Regions from separate parts of the Mus musculus genome. Here region 2 is linked to region 1. A link is a contact called in public HiChIP or PLAC-seq data. All regions are on one chromosome and are shown on one strand. The core of a region is the stretch at or near the end of the contact, and the rest is flanking DNA. Distances in the headings are between cores, read along the strand shown.

Evidence for each region. HiChIP or PLAC-seq counts read pairs in DNA pulled down with a chosen protein or histone mark.
Region 2: an H3K27ac HiChIP or PLAC-seq map of oligodendrocyte precursor cells shows a contact between it and region 1, with 3 times the contacts expected there. The contact joins two enhancer-like sites. A contact is called at or near these places in 20 of 39 promoter capture datasets (the 3T3-L1 cell line, 3T3-L1-derived adipocytes, the C10 cell line and 12 more), 3 of 15 datasets of contacts at CTCF or cohesin (embryonic stem cells and large pre-B cells), 25 of 484 Hi-C or Micro-C datasets (the HL-1 cell line, the N1E-115 cell line, the NIH/3T3 cell line and 12 more), 2 of 115 datasets of contacts at active chromatin or transcription factors (embryonic stem cells and oligodendrocyte precursor cells) and 1 of 9 other capture datasets (adipose tissue).

Annotation. Positions count from the first base shown.
Region 1 is chr7:139,612,967-139,619,448 of GRCm38.p6, reverse strand. It overlaps Cfap46 (cilia and flagella associated protein 46), which reads left to right. Exons shown (of 59, transcript NM_001302546.1): 42 at 981-1,109; 43 at 1,190-1,369; 44 at 1,847-2,017; 45 at 3,176-3,273; 46 at 3,799-3,875; 47 at 4,294-4,388; 48 at 4,945-5,042; 49 at 5,861-5,940. All of the region lies in intron 5 of Gm33031 (a long non-coding RNA gene), which reads right to left. Among named protein-coding and RNA genes, the nearest start is that of Nkx6-2, 33 kb to the right of the region's middle. Within about 2 kb of position 3,103, at least 38 of the 459 cell types and tissues checked have an H3K27ac peak or open chromatin away from gene starts, as enhancers often do. A contact at or near this core is called in the N1E-115 cell line, cerebral cortex, cortical neurons and 1 more, where this site is marked.
Region 2 is chr7:139,846,762-139,853,243 of GRCm38.p6, reverse strand. Adgra1 (adhesion G protein-coupled receptor A1) reads right to left here. Exons shown (of 8, transcript NM_177469.3): 5 at 5,462-5,585; 6 at 587-732. Among named protein-coding and RNA genes, the nearest start is that of Adgra1, 16 kb to the right of the region's middle. Within about 2 kb of position 2,808, at least 51 of the 459 cell types and tissues checked have an H3K27ac peak or open chromatin away from gene starts, as enhancers often do. A contact at or near this core is called in the N1E-115 cell line, cerebral cortex, cortical neurons and 1 more, where this site is marked.

The DNA.
Region 1 (6,482 bases), core at 1,854-4,353:
AGACAAGCTCCCGTAGAAACCCTCACATTCCATGGTAGCAAGCCATGCCCAGGACTCAAAACCCAGGGAAGCTCCCAGCCAGCCAGCTCTGAAACCCTGGGCTCAGTCCCCAGGCTGTAGACAGCAGGAGAGCAGGAAGACCCGCGCCGCTGAGCAGATGGGGCTGGGCCCCTTGGTGAGCAGGTGTTTGTAGCATCTGCACAGGTAGCAGAGTCAGGGACTTTACATCCAGAAGCACGACCCCTCCTCTCTGCCCTCAGTTAGGGTCTTTTCAAGATGGCGAGGAACAGCTGTCTCTAAACATGCAGGGACCCCTGTGTGGAGTTCAGGAGGCTCCAGGAGACACACCTGCCTCCTTCCAGGCCCCAGAGTGCCTCCATGTTTGTTCCTTAGGTGTGGCCTGTTTGCTGCTGTGCAGCTAGCTTCCTGACACCAAAGCTCTCCGTCGCTCTTCCAAGCTTCCTTCTTCTTTTCCAGATGGGATCTTTCCTCTTGGCCCGTTTCCGTGAAGGTTCCTAAGTTGAATGTGTAGGGCTCTCATCCTCTTGAGTTTGTTGATGCGTTTCCCACATCCCGCTGTGAGATTTCTTCCCTGGCTGGCTCGATGGCTCTATGGTTTTGGTCTGACTTTGGGGGTGCTGTATTGTCACAGACACCTTCTGCTCCTGAGTACTAGCCTGTTCTCACAGATGATTTCTGTCCCTAGGGTTTGGTAAAGGCTGCTGGTGGACAGGACCTGTGTAGAACTAGTTTTTCTCCCACTTTGTGTGTGGGCCATTAAGAGATTGTCTGCCTCTTCCCACCACATTGGTAACACCGTTGACCCCACACCACATGACTTGTGATCGATATCACATGATCACTTACAACCCGAAGGACCCACTGATCCTTACCATCTTTCCCATCCCTGGCATCTGTGTTTTCCCTGCCAGCCAAGCAGGAATCCACAAACGCCTTCTATCGTGTGGTATGCCCTGTAGGTAGGCACTAAGAAGGATAGCCTGAGATCGCTGGAGACAGACACAGAGGACAGGAGTGTAGAGACCTCCTCCTCGGCAGTCTTCAAGGAAGCCCCCAAGGAGCAAAGCCGAAAGGCTGAAGGTCTGAAGGTATGCAGCATTCTCTACCTGTCCCCTGGTGGCTTCCGCCTGAAGAGCCCACCTTAGCTTGAGCTTTGCACTGCCCACAGAAAAGGATGGTGCTGGCGAGGGGGTTCCTGGCTCAGACATCGGAGGTATTGCTGCAGTGTATACAGACTTCCCTGAGCAACAACCTTCTGGACATCGTGGCCTCTGCCAGCATAGAGATGGTGGAATGCATTGGCATCCTGGATCCCATCACCACCTGCCAGTTCCTAACACTGTCACAGGTATAGACCTCCTCTGCCCATCTCCAAAAGGGCCCTTGACTGCCTGTCACCCCAGGGGTGGGAGTGCCTTGGCACCATCCAGCCCTGTTGCTGTCCACTAGACAAGATGGGGTGGTCCTGTGGTTGAAAGAAGAAGAGATCCTCCCTGTTCTCTGGGCCTCAGGCCAAGCTAGTCCTTAAGTAATAGAAGCCAGCCATGTAACTGTTCTTGTAGCTCAGTGGACACATGCAGTACTCACCACTGTCTCCCCCATCCCCCCCCCCTCCACACACACACACACACACACACACACACACCGAGTCTCTATGATGGAACATACTGAGACTCCGGAGAAAGGGCTGGCATAGCACTGACACCTGGTCCGACAGGGGCCCAGCAGAGGGTGACACACAGACTCCTAGATGGCCACTCCCGGCTCAGTTGTCCTCTGCCACCCTCCTACACGGCACACACCACTCTTGTCTGCTCTGCTTCAGAGCTGTTCAACCTCAGAGATGATGCGGAAGGTCCTGCTCACGGCCACGAAAAACACGGGCAGCTCACAGCTGGCGGCCCTGCTGCAGCTCCACCAGCGACTCAGGCAGCAAGACAAGATGTCCACCAGCCTGTTTGCCAGTGTAGAGCAGAAACTGGCCTCCTCTTTCAGGGTAATGGGCCGGGGAGCCTGAACACACACTCCTGTGACCTATATTGGCCTCTGAGCTGGCTCACTGAGTGCTAATAGGGCAGTCTCTAAGTGCCACCTCTAGCTGCGTGGTGCTAGAAGACCTCTCCGCCTCTCTGAATCTCATATGCCATGGGTACAGGCACAAGAAGGCTGAAAGAATTGTAGTTCCTTTCCACTATTTGCCCCAGGGGAGTCGAGGTCTTGGTGAAGTCCGGTAAAGAGCCAGTGATGTCTGGCAGCAGGCAGCCATGACACCAGAGAAGTAGCTGAGAGCTTATACTGAGAAGGTCTATAGGTTTTTGAAACCCCACCCCTGCGGGATGGGTCATCCTTATTTAAACTCCCATAAGCCTCCACAGGTCCCTATGAAGTCAGGCCAGAGAAATCAGCCAGAGAAGACAGTACATCGGTACACCCACACAACAAAACACACTGAAGCAAGGAGAGCTAGCTTCTGCATGAACCAGTGTGATGAGGCTACCCACACACTGAGGTGGCCAGCGGCTAGGCAAGAAGCAAGCCACCACCAATAAAGTCCATTCACAGCCCCCATATGGTAACATGACCCATCTCTTCACCTGCCATATGGGTACGGCCATTGTGAAGAGTCCGCTTGGTGCCTCACGTAGGCGTTATGTGGCTCTCTCTATTTCTTATTCTTTGATAAAAGTTTTCTAAGACATCATTTCATTTTTGCAAACCCAAAGCTGGGTCTTGAAGCTGTGCGCATTAAGCAACTCACACAGGAGATCTGGGGGTACCCCTCAGGGCCCACGCTGGCTGACTGCCGTGGGCAGAGGGGACCCTGAGGTGTGTGCATCCTCTAGGAGTACTCACTCACAGGAAGCAGGAAAACTGGGGGTCTGGGTAAACTGACCCCAAGATAGGTCTGCAGCCTGCAGCCTCAGGGCTAAGTGGAAGCCCTTAGCTAGGCTCAAGGAGGCAGTAAGGACCTTGAAGAGATGCTATTTAGGGTTTCTGGGAACTGCATCCACAAGTAGGCAGAGCTGGGCAATTTGAGGAGCCAGTGAATTTCTCATTCCTCTGCTGCCCCCTTGTGGTACTGATGCATTCCACAGCCCAGACACCTGGGGGAGAGCAGTGGCCGTTCTGAGTGACCATCCCCTGTCACACACAGGCATGGCAGAGCCTCTGTGTCACAGAGCAGCATTTCAGCATCCTGAATGAGATCCCACCCGTGTTCCGGATCCTCTTTCTGCAGCATTCACAGGACAGGTGAGGCTTTCCTCCTACCATTGTAAATCTCCACCCTGTTGAGAAAGCCCGGCCAGAAGGCATGGGCAGAGCAAGCTTACCACACCTCTGCCCCTAGCCTGAGGCCAACTGGGCCATCTGGAAAGCATACTTGGCAGACTCAGCTAGTCCACTTGACAGGCATGGGCACTCGTTCAATCCAGAGACAAAGGGAAGCCCTCTTCTGACCCCCCCCCCCCCGGAAAAGACCGGGGTGAATTTCCATGACGACGAGGGATGTATTGGGAGGAAGGAGCTCTGATCTGCACTCACACAGGGTCTCTCTGTTAGATAGATCTGGCTAGGCCTGCACTCCTAGACCTTCTGTAATTTCCCTCTTACTTGGGTTATACAGACTGCTTCCTAGGCCTCTGTCTGCCAAAATAAACATTGAAAGGCACCTGTTTGGGTGCCGACTGCAGACTGGCCCGCTCGGCTCCTGAGACCTCGGTGCTTGCCTGTTCACCTCCCCTGGGAATGGGCCTGTGACCTCTGCTCTGCCTGCAGGTCTTGTCTGTATGGTGCTGCCTTTGAGAGACCAAAGACCATGCCTTCACCCAAGGGGAAACTGATAACCGTGGGCGGTAAGCTTGGGTACAAGCAGGGGCTCCTCCCATCGACTCCAGATGGGTTGCAGTGGGTGGGAGAAATCCTTGCCCCAGAGCAGGACCACAGAGCAGGGGAGGGGAAGGGAGACTGAACCCAGGAGACGAGAGAAAATAGAGGCCCCACGTTCCTCTAAGGGATCCAGAGGATCCATGCCTCCCCAGAACTCCCTCTGTCAATCACCACTGTGTTTGCCTCTGCCTGAACTTTCTGGGTAGTAGCCCTCATGTTCCCAGAGAAGAATGGGGGAACTCAATGTGCCCAGAAGACCTTCCCATCACATGTCTCCCCTCTGAGACGTCAAGGTTAAATACCCTCACAAGGGTCTCCATCTGCCCACACGACTCCAGTAGCTCTGCTCTGAGCCCTGTAAAGGCCTCGGGTGTATTTTGACAGGTTATTGCAAGGTAACTCGGGTGGCTACGAGTCCAACTGCCATCTCTGACCTGTTGACGAGTATCCAGTGGTTCCAGAGGCAGACACGGGTCAAGGTACACAGCCAAATTATGACCCCGAACCCAAGCACTTGAGGCCCGAGACTCTAAGCCATATTGTAGACTGCAGCCCATCCCAGGGAAAAAACAAGACTCTGAGGTTGGATTGGGCCCGGGTAATGGGCCCAGAACTCAAGAGGAGGAAGGGGAAGCCCTATGAAAGGTGGGGAGCTCCTCTGAGTCCTTGGATTGAATGTGACCCCAGAGGAGGGGTCTGGCTACCTCTTCTCTGCAGAGCATAGGGTTACCTGTCCTGGGCCGATCCCTATCAGCAGGACATTCCTCAGTGTCATCAGAGGACAGGGACAGGGACAGGGATGAGGTGTCAGGATAGTTCCCGGAAAACCACTGGGAGCATTGTGCTGGGGGAAGCGAGAGCATTGTGCTGGGGAAGCGAGAGCAATGCCAGCGCTCTTTGTGGAAGGGCTGGAGCCGAATGATCTCCAGGGGGTCTTCCTAACTTGTTTCCCAATTGAGTACAAGTCATATCCAGTCACCACTGGACAACAAGCTATGATTCGGGTTAAGACAGGAATATTTCTTGCCTGTTCAGGAGCAAGCCCTGTGCACTCAGAGTCTCAGCAGCATCCTGGAGCACATGGAGGACTACCTGAAGCCCATCACCCCCCAGCTCACCTTCCCAGAAAGCAGGTATCAGCATGTCATTTCCTCTGAAGGCTCCCGGGTGCGGGGGGGGGCAGCCATCTTCCTCGCACCAGGTGATGGGCAGCTGAAGCTGGTAACAGAAGGAGCTAGAGGGCTGTTGTACGTGGGGCTATGAGTCCCAAAGTAACCAGGGTCTTCCTGGCGCCCACAGGCCAGGCCAGCTGGGTGTAGCTGAAGGCCAGATCCCACCTCACATCTGGAGACAGGAAAGCGCCCATCTGAGCTAAGTAGCCAGATGTGAGGGGCAGACATCCAGGGCTGGTTTCTGCGCTTTCCCTCCATGTGGAAACTTGTCTCTGCGTGGTGTGGCCCTACCCAGGACAGGCATAAGCGCCTAGCTCTTTTGTGTGTTTTATAGGCAGGAGTCCCACTGCTGCTGCTGCCCCTGCCCCACTGACCTCCCTGATGTGAGTCTGATGTGTGAGAACTAACCAGCAAGGCCCGGGGATCAGCCTCGGGCACTCATTTTGGGAGAAAAGCAGGCAGGTGACGGTGGAGCTAGGCATTCTTCTCCAGCAGCATGAGGACATCCTGAGGTCCCCTTCTGTTGGCACTGTGTGTCAGATGCAGAGATGGCCCTGAGTGACAGCTGGGTGTGGTAGCACAGGACTCTAATCCCAGCGCACAGGAGGCAGGAAAGTGTCTGAGTTTGAGGCCAGCCTGGTTTACATAGAAAGTGGGGAGAAACAAAACCTAAGCAGCAATGGCCGAGCGAGGACTAGGCTGCGTGGCGCTTCTCAGCCTGGTCTGTGGGTGTTTCCCTATGTTTCCTAAAGCCTGAACACAGTCACTCTGAATTTCAGAAATCAGATGCCAACAGCTGTGGGTGATGCAGGGAAAAATAAAGGCAGAGAGAAGGAAAGGAAAATCTCTCTCCCTTCAGGTAAGTGGCAGGGACAGACAGACCCAAAGGCCACTGCCGCTACTTCAGGACCCTGTGGTGACACTCACCCATTCCATCACGGAAAGCCTGGGCGGGTCAGGAGTCACAGGTTCCACGCTCAAACAAGTCCTACCTGGGCATGCTACACAGGACCCAAGGTTCCTCTCCTTGAGGTCTCCTAGAACAAAATCACCCCCAGGCTGGGCAGAAGGCCCTAGGAGAGTGGTTCTCAACCTTCCTAATGTTCCTCATGTGGTGATGACTCCACAACCTAAAATTATTTTCATTGCTACTTCATAACTATAATTTTGCTGGCGTTATGAGTTGTAATGTTAATGTGTTTTCCAGTGGTCTTAGGCGACCCCTGTGAACCGGTTGGCCAACCCCTGCAAAAGGGGTTGTGACTCACAGGCTGAAAAACACTGCCCTAGAAGGTTCTGGGCACTGAGACTGACAGCTCTCTGAGGAGGATTATCAAACAGTGGATCCATGCTGCCCTTTCTGGGCAAATTATCAGTTCCTGGCCCATAGTGCCCTTAAGA
Region 2 (6,482 bases), core at 1,559-4,058, 230 kb before region 1:
AGATTTTTCTATTAGCTTCAAGCAGGTGCCTTAGCGCCACTGAGACCAGAAGTAAACCAAAGCCACGAATGCCCAGTCCCCATGTGTGGTCACCAGGAGGCATGGAGGGCCTTCTGTCAGTAGCTGGGCAGCTCAGTGTTGCCCATGTTGCATAGATACACAAGTCCTCAGACCAGCTAATCTCCAGCCAGAGATATCATGAGCAGTCTGCTTCTCAAGTCTCCCAGGCCTACCTGTATTATATATATTATGTACAATGACATATTATTACATATAATAATAAGTCCCTGTATTAGCCTTACGCCCATGACTGGACCCACTTACCTCAGGACTTTGCTCTACTAACCCATGTTACTCCTGGTTCCCATATTCAGCACAGTGGCTCCCAATTCCTGCCCCCAGGCTCCGCCCCTCTCACTGTGCCACCTCCTAGCTCTGTGCAGCCCTCAAGTCACTTATACAGACCAGATCATCTCCAGCCTGGAACCTGGTGAAGAAGGTTTACAGGACACATGAAAGGTATGTCTGGGTGTCATGGGTTTCTTGGGCTCAGGTGGTGGAGGGGCCCATGAATCGTTTTGGATACCTGAGCAAGGGCTGCTTAGGGTACGGTGGCTGGTCTGCTCCAGGACATGGCAGGGCCTTCTTGGTCACCTGTTTGTAGATGTTCCTAGCAGTCACACCGATCCACAGCATGGTAGAAAGCGTGGAATAGTGCAGAGCAATGCCCACCTGGGAGGAGAGAATGTCAACCAGCCACCTCCTCCAGCCACCTCCTCCAGCCACCTGCCCCAGCCACCTCCTCCAGCCACCTGCCCCAGCCACCTCCTCCAGCCACCTCCTCTAGCTACCTCCTCCAGCCACCTGCCCCAGCCACCTCCTCCAGCCACCTCCTCCAGCCACCTGTCCCAGCCACCTCCTCCAGCCACCTGCCCCAGCCACCTCCTCCAGCCACCTGCCCCAGCCACCTGCCCCAGCCACCTGCTCCAGCCACCTACCCCAGCCACCTGCCCCAGCCACCTGCCCCAGCCACCTGCCCCAGCCACCTGCCCCAGCCACCTCCTCCAGCCACCTCCTCCAGCCACCTCCTCCAGCCACCTGCTCCAGCCACCTCCTCCAGCCACCTCCTCCAGCCACCTGCTCCAGCCACCTCCTCCAGCCACCTCCTCCAGCCACCTGCTCCAGCCACCTCCTCCAGCCACCTGCCCCAGCCACCTCCTCCAGCCACCTCCTCCAGCCACCTGCCCCAGCCACCTGCCCCAGCCACCTGCCCCAGCCACCTCCTCCAGCCACCTCCTCCAGCCACCTCCTCTAGCCACCTCCTCCAGCCACTTCCTCCAGCCACCTGCCCCAGCCACCTCCTCCAGCCACCTCCTCCAGCCACCTCCTCCAGCCACCTGCTCCAGCCACCTCCTCCAGCCACCTCCTCCAGCCACCTCCTCCAGCCACCTGCCCCAGCCACCTGTCCCAGCCACCTGCCCCAGCCACCTGCCCCAGCATGCACAGCAGACTCCTTGGGTGCAGTCCTAACTTTCTGGGCTGTGAGTATACAGAACCCTGACAGCTACTCTGTAGCTCTTTGGGGACAATAAAAACAGTGAGACCAGGAGGAGGACAGGTAGGGAAGGAGCCAGAGGCAGCTGAGACTCTTACACTGTCCAGCTATTTGCTGTGTATGTGGACCTGTGAGAAGCTTGTGGGGTTGCCTACTAGATCCTCCTCTGTAGGAAGTCTATGTCATCTTTATGTACGGGCTCTGATGTACACACCTATCTGTGAACCCTGGCCCCACTCTGGACCCCCCAAGTGGAAGGCAGGCACAGCTGCACAGCAGGGCTCCCCTCATATATTCACCAAGGCACTGAATTTAAGGAAAGGCACCTCAGGGATGAGGCTCTGATAACCCACCCTTGCACGTCACAGTGACTCATTGCTATGGAAACAGCCGCTGGAGCTAGTCCCAGCCAGCACTTTTACGCTAGCTAATTACGCATTCTGCACTGCTTCATCTCCATCTGATTCCATAAAATAAGGCTACCTTTGAGGTACTAACCTGACATTTTGAAATGGCAAGTAAAATATTGCTATAATCGGAAAGGACATAAATGTTTAAGGAATACAGAGATTTCCTGAATAAAGCTAACATCGCACGATTATAATGATTTATCGAATCTAGAGTTCAATTTTTACTTATGAGAAAATGCTATAATAATTGATGAGGATTTGGGGTGGGGTGGGGGTTGGAGAGATTGAAGAGCTGTTTATGGTTTCAGATGGCTTTGTGGGTACAGCACAGCATGTCCTGTGAGTTCAGCTTTCTCTTGGCTTTGCTGATGCTCAGGTGAGATAGGGTCCAGCCACACTGGGATCACCTCTCCTGGATGAGAGTAGGAGGCCTCGGACCTGGGTGGCAAGAGCTGCTTGCCATCTAAGAGTTCAATGTAAAGGCAAACAGAAAAGGGGAGGTAGGCACGGCTTGAAGAAAGGTCTGCAGCGTGGCTGTCACTGTCATAGACAGACAGAAATGTCAGACTCATCCTCAGAAGGGCGCCTGACTTTTGCCCTTGAGACATTAGTTCAGGGCCTTGAGGTGGGTGGGGGCACAGCTGGGAGGAGAGATGGAGGGGAGGCCTGGCTGTTTTCTCCCTTAAGCTGAGTCTCATCCAGGCTGTATGATCAGGGAGCAGAAAGTGTACAAAGGCAGGCTTTGTCTCTTAAACACCAACTTGAGGCAGAACACATAGGGAGGTCAAGGGATGCCGATTGGCTTCCAGACAGCATGTGCTATTGAGAGGAAGAAGCAGGCAGGACACCCTCCCTTGCTTCCGGACCCAGGGCCAGCACTGACGTACATTCATTATGTGGGACTAACAGCAGCCGTCTGCTTTGTTTATGATGTCACTTAGTACTTTAATGAGACTCACGGTCATCTTTCTGTTGCTATGACAACTGTCTGTTCTCGCCAGCCATCCAGAGCTCTGGACCACTTCTCCTGGCTGTTCTGATGATGCTGAGCTTGGGTGGGGAGGGGCTGGGACTCCTGTACTCAGCCACTTGGTTGCTGATCAAAGTGGGGGACACATCTAGCTTTCAGTGATCTAATTTTTAGCTTGCTCCTCTCAGGTATCTCCCTCTTAGCAGGTGAGGTAGGGGAGCTGTCGTGATGAGTGAGGTGGGCTAGCTTCTGACCCGCCAGGCTGCTGATTAAAACCAGCCTGGCTTCTGGCTCAGGGAGGCCTCAGAAGCAATAGACACCTTCACTTCTGTGCACAGGCACAGAGGCATTTAAAAATGTCCTAGTGTGGTGGAGATTGCTACCTGGAGTGCTTTGTGGGACCTGGGTCTCCTTTAGCTCTTGTTTCCCCTGAGCTCTCCTCGACTCCCCTGTCCTTGCAGCAGCAGTTCTGGGTCTCCACAAAACTAACAGGACACGTGGCTTTTTGGTCCTTAGTCTGCTGTCTACAACTTCCCCCCCAGCATAGCCTGGCAGATGGGTTTCAATTGGTCCCACACCGTTAACACTGCCGATACCTGGCTTGCCCTTGAGACATTAGTTCAGGGCCTTGAGTGAGTCAAAAAGCAAGGGATGAATAGGGGCTGGCCATTTCAGGAAAAGCCACCGGAGACTAGGAGGTGTGTTTTCTGCAGTCCACCGTACTCCAGCACACGGGACCTGTCCTTTATCTGGAGTCCCAGTTACTAAGGACTTCTCATCGGAGCACGGCCCTTATAGATCTTAGCTTGGAGGGTATTTCCAGGTCCATTTGTCCCCACCTACCAAATCTCTCTTCCAGGTGCTGCCCCAGTGGAATTCTGGAATGCCATGGGTGCCTGGATCTCTGGGGCTTCATAGGGTTGGCCTGAGCCTGGGGTCAGTGCTGGATTTTATGATTCCAATGACTGCGTGGCCAGCAGGCCCCAGCTGCGCAGCACTTGGTGGCAGAGTGAAGACATAAAGATAACGGCCCACTCAATTGCCTTTTTGGCTTCTGGGCAAGCTTTTATAGCAGGAGAGAGTGGGATTTCCTAGCCCTCGATGTGGCTATTTCCAGCTTAACAGAGGCAGCAATGGAGGAAACTGTCTTCTCTTCCATTCAGGCATGTGACACTTCCTCTTCTGATAGTCTATTCCAGGCCAGGGTAGGGGCCTGTCTTCCTGGGGTTTGATATGTCACATAGTCACATATATATGGTGCCCAGGGGACCAGAGCATGGGTTGTGTCTTTCAGGTGTGGGTGTCATGCTCCCAGAGCATTCTGGGCTTCAGTGTGGGAAACAAAGTAGCAGTAGCTGAGACAGTTTAAGTCTGCATGAACTGGGTGGGTCTGGATGGGAACCAGGGAGGTGGGAGGGTGTGTCCTGTGAGCCAGGCTGTTCTGGGAATAGCGGATTACCCATGGGTCCTCAGGATAAGCCTCACCTGCAGCTAGCTATCCAAGCAGGAGGGACACGTCATAGGAGAGGCTGGGGAACTGATAATGTGGTTATTGTCATTAATGTGGGTCATGAGGTCCTCAGGTTGGCTGGAGTCATTTCTGCAGCTGCCAATAGCTATTTGCTGAATTTGCAACAGTTAGGGATATGTGAGGACCCATGGTGCAGGGAAGATGTTAGCCATGAAATGACAGAAACCACCAAGCTTTTTAGTAAGCTGCTCTGGGTCCCTGCCTGTGCTCACTCTTAGAGCTTAGGTGTGGAGCAGGACAAACATAAGTCTCCTTGCTGGAGAATCAGTTGGCTCGTTTTCTTGATCCAGAGCCACAACCCCAAAGGACGGTCCTGGGCTTGGCTTTGGAAGGAGTCTCTCTGGCATCATCTTAGCCGCGGGCCACAGATCCTGTCTGTTTCCCAGTTTAAGATGCTCAAACCAGGCCACGTGTGAAGGTGGTCTGCCTTGTGATTTGAGCTATTCTTTTCCATGCTGAGTGTTTCAAAGCCCCCTTTCCCTAAGAGAACAGAGATGCCTGGGATGCTCTTCCTGGTTCATGTGGGGATAGAGCCTCTGCTGCTGCTGGTAGCTATGGCTGGCGGGTCTGCTGGCAGGGTGAGGTCAGCACTGGAAGGTCTCACTCATCCCACCCCTGGGTCCTGCCTTGCTGGTTTTTTTTTTGTTTTTTTTTTTTTTTGTTTTTTTTTTTTTGGCAGAGGCATCATGTCCCCATTCTTGTGAAGATCAACATTTGCTGGACAGTAGCTGTCTAGGTATGTGGCCCACTAGTCCTTAGACTCTAGGGAAAAATAAAATTATTTCATATGGCCAAATGTTGGGCCAAACAGCCTGCTTCAGATGGAGTGGGATTAGCATATAGAGTCACTATAGAAGCCTCAGTCTCCCCGGGAGCAACAGCTGAACAAGCACTAAGGTATTACTTTATAAGCAAATTAGCATACGTTTCTGCTGTGATAAGAAAGCTGTCATGCACACTTTTTCCCCCTATAGCATCAGGAAGGCAACACTCACTGCTTGGCACAGGATGGGGTGTTGGGTGCGATTGATGCCACCAGCAAACACGGTGAAGGTCAGAGCGGCGTGGAAGCAGAAGTTGAGGAGTGCGTGCCGGCCTTTCCGGCTTATCCGGATGGCACTGTGGGAAGCAGAGGTTTCACATTAAAAACCAGCGGTTCAGAGAAGAGCCTGGAAATACCACCCTTGAAGTCCATGGTGGGAACAGTAGGCCCTCAGCAGGACTGGGAGGAACCCATCCGAAGGAGCAGACCATGAGAAAGGTAGAGAACTGAGCCTTGTCCACTTCAGCAGGTTTTCACAGAAGCAACGCTTGCAAAGGCTTTTGCAGTTTCTACCCCCCTACGCCCATTTGACAGAGACAGGCTTGTCTGGGGTCTCAGAGGGGGAAGTCACGCCCATAATTCCTGGGACCACTTCTCTCTCTCTCTCTCTCTCTCTCTCTCTCTCTCTCTCTCTCTCTCTCTCTCTCTCTCTCTCTCGTAGATGTCTGATTGACTTTGGTTATGATAATTTCACCAGCATGTCTCAGTTCTGCCTAGCTAGCCAGGGCAGGGCCAGCATTGTTCAGCCTATGACTCTGACTCCATCATGGTTGTGTACCTGTCTAAGTCTCATCCTACAGCTTCTGCGGTCTGGGTGTGCTTCTCAAATTCTCTGCTGAAGGGGGTTGGGGAGGTGGCTCAGTGGTTAAGAGCACTGGCTGCTCTTCCAGAGGTCCTGAGTTCAATTCCCAGGCACCACATGGTGGCTCACAACCATCTGTAATGCGATCTGATGCCCTCTTCTGGTGTACTCATATACATAAAATAAATAAATTTCTTAAAGAAATCTCTGCTGAAACTCGATTGTCAGCACGATGGTATTAGGAGATGCTGGGATGGAATCTCATGAACAGGTTTAGTGCCATTATCAACGAGGCCCCTAAGGGTCCCCTTAACTGGAGGACTTAGAGAGAATGCCATCTGTGTACCAAGACATGAGTTCTCATCAGACACCAAACCTGTTCAATACCCTC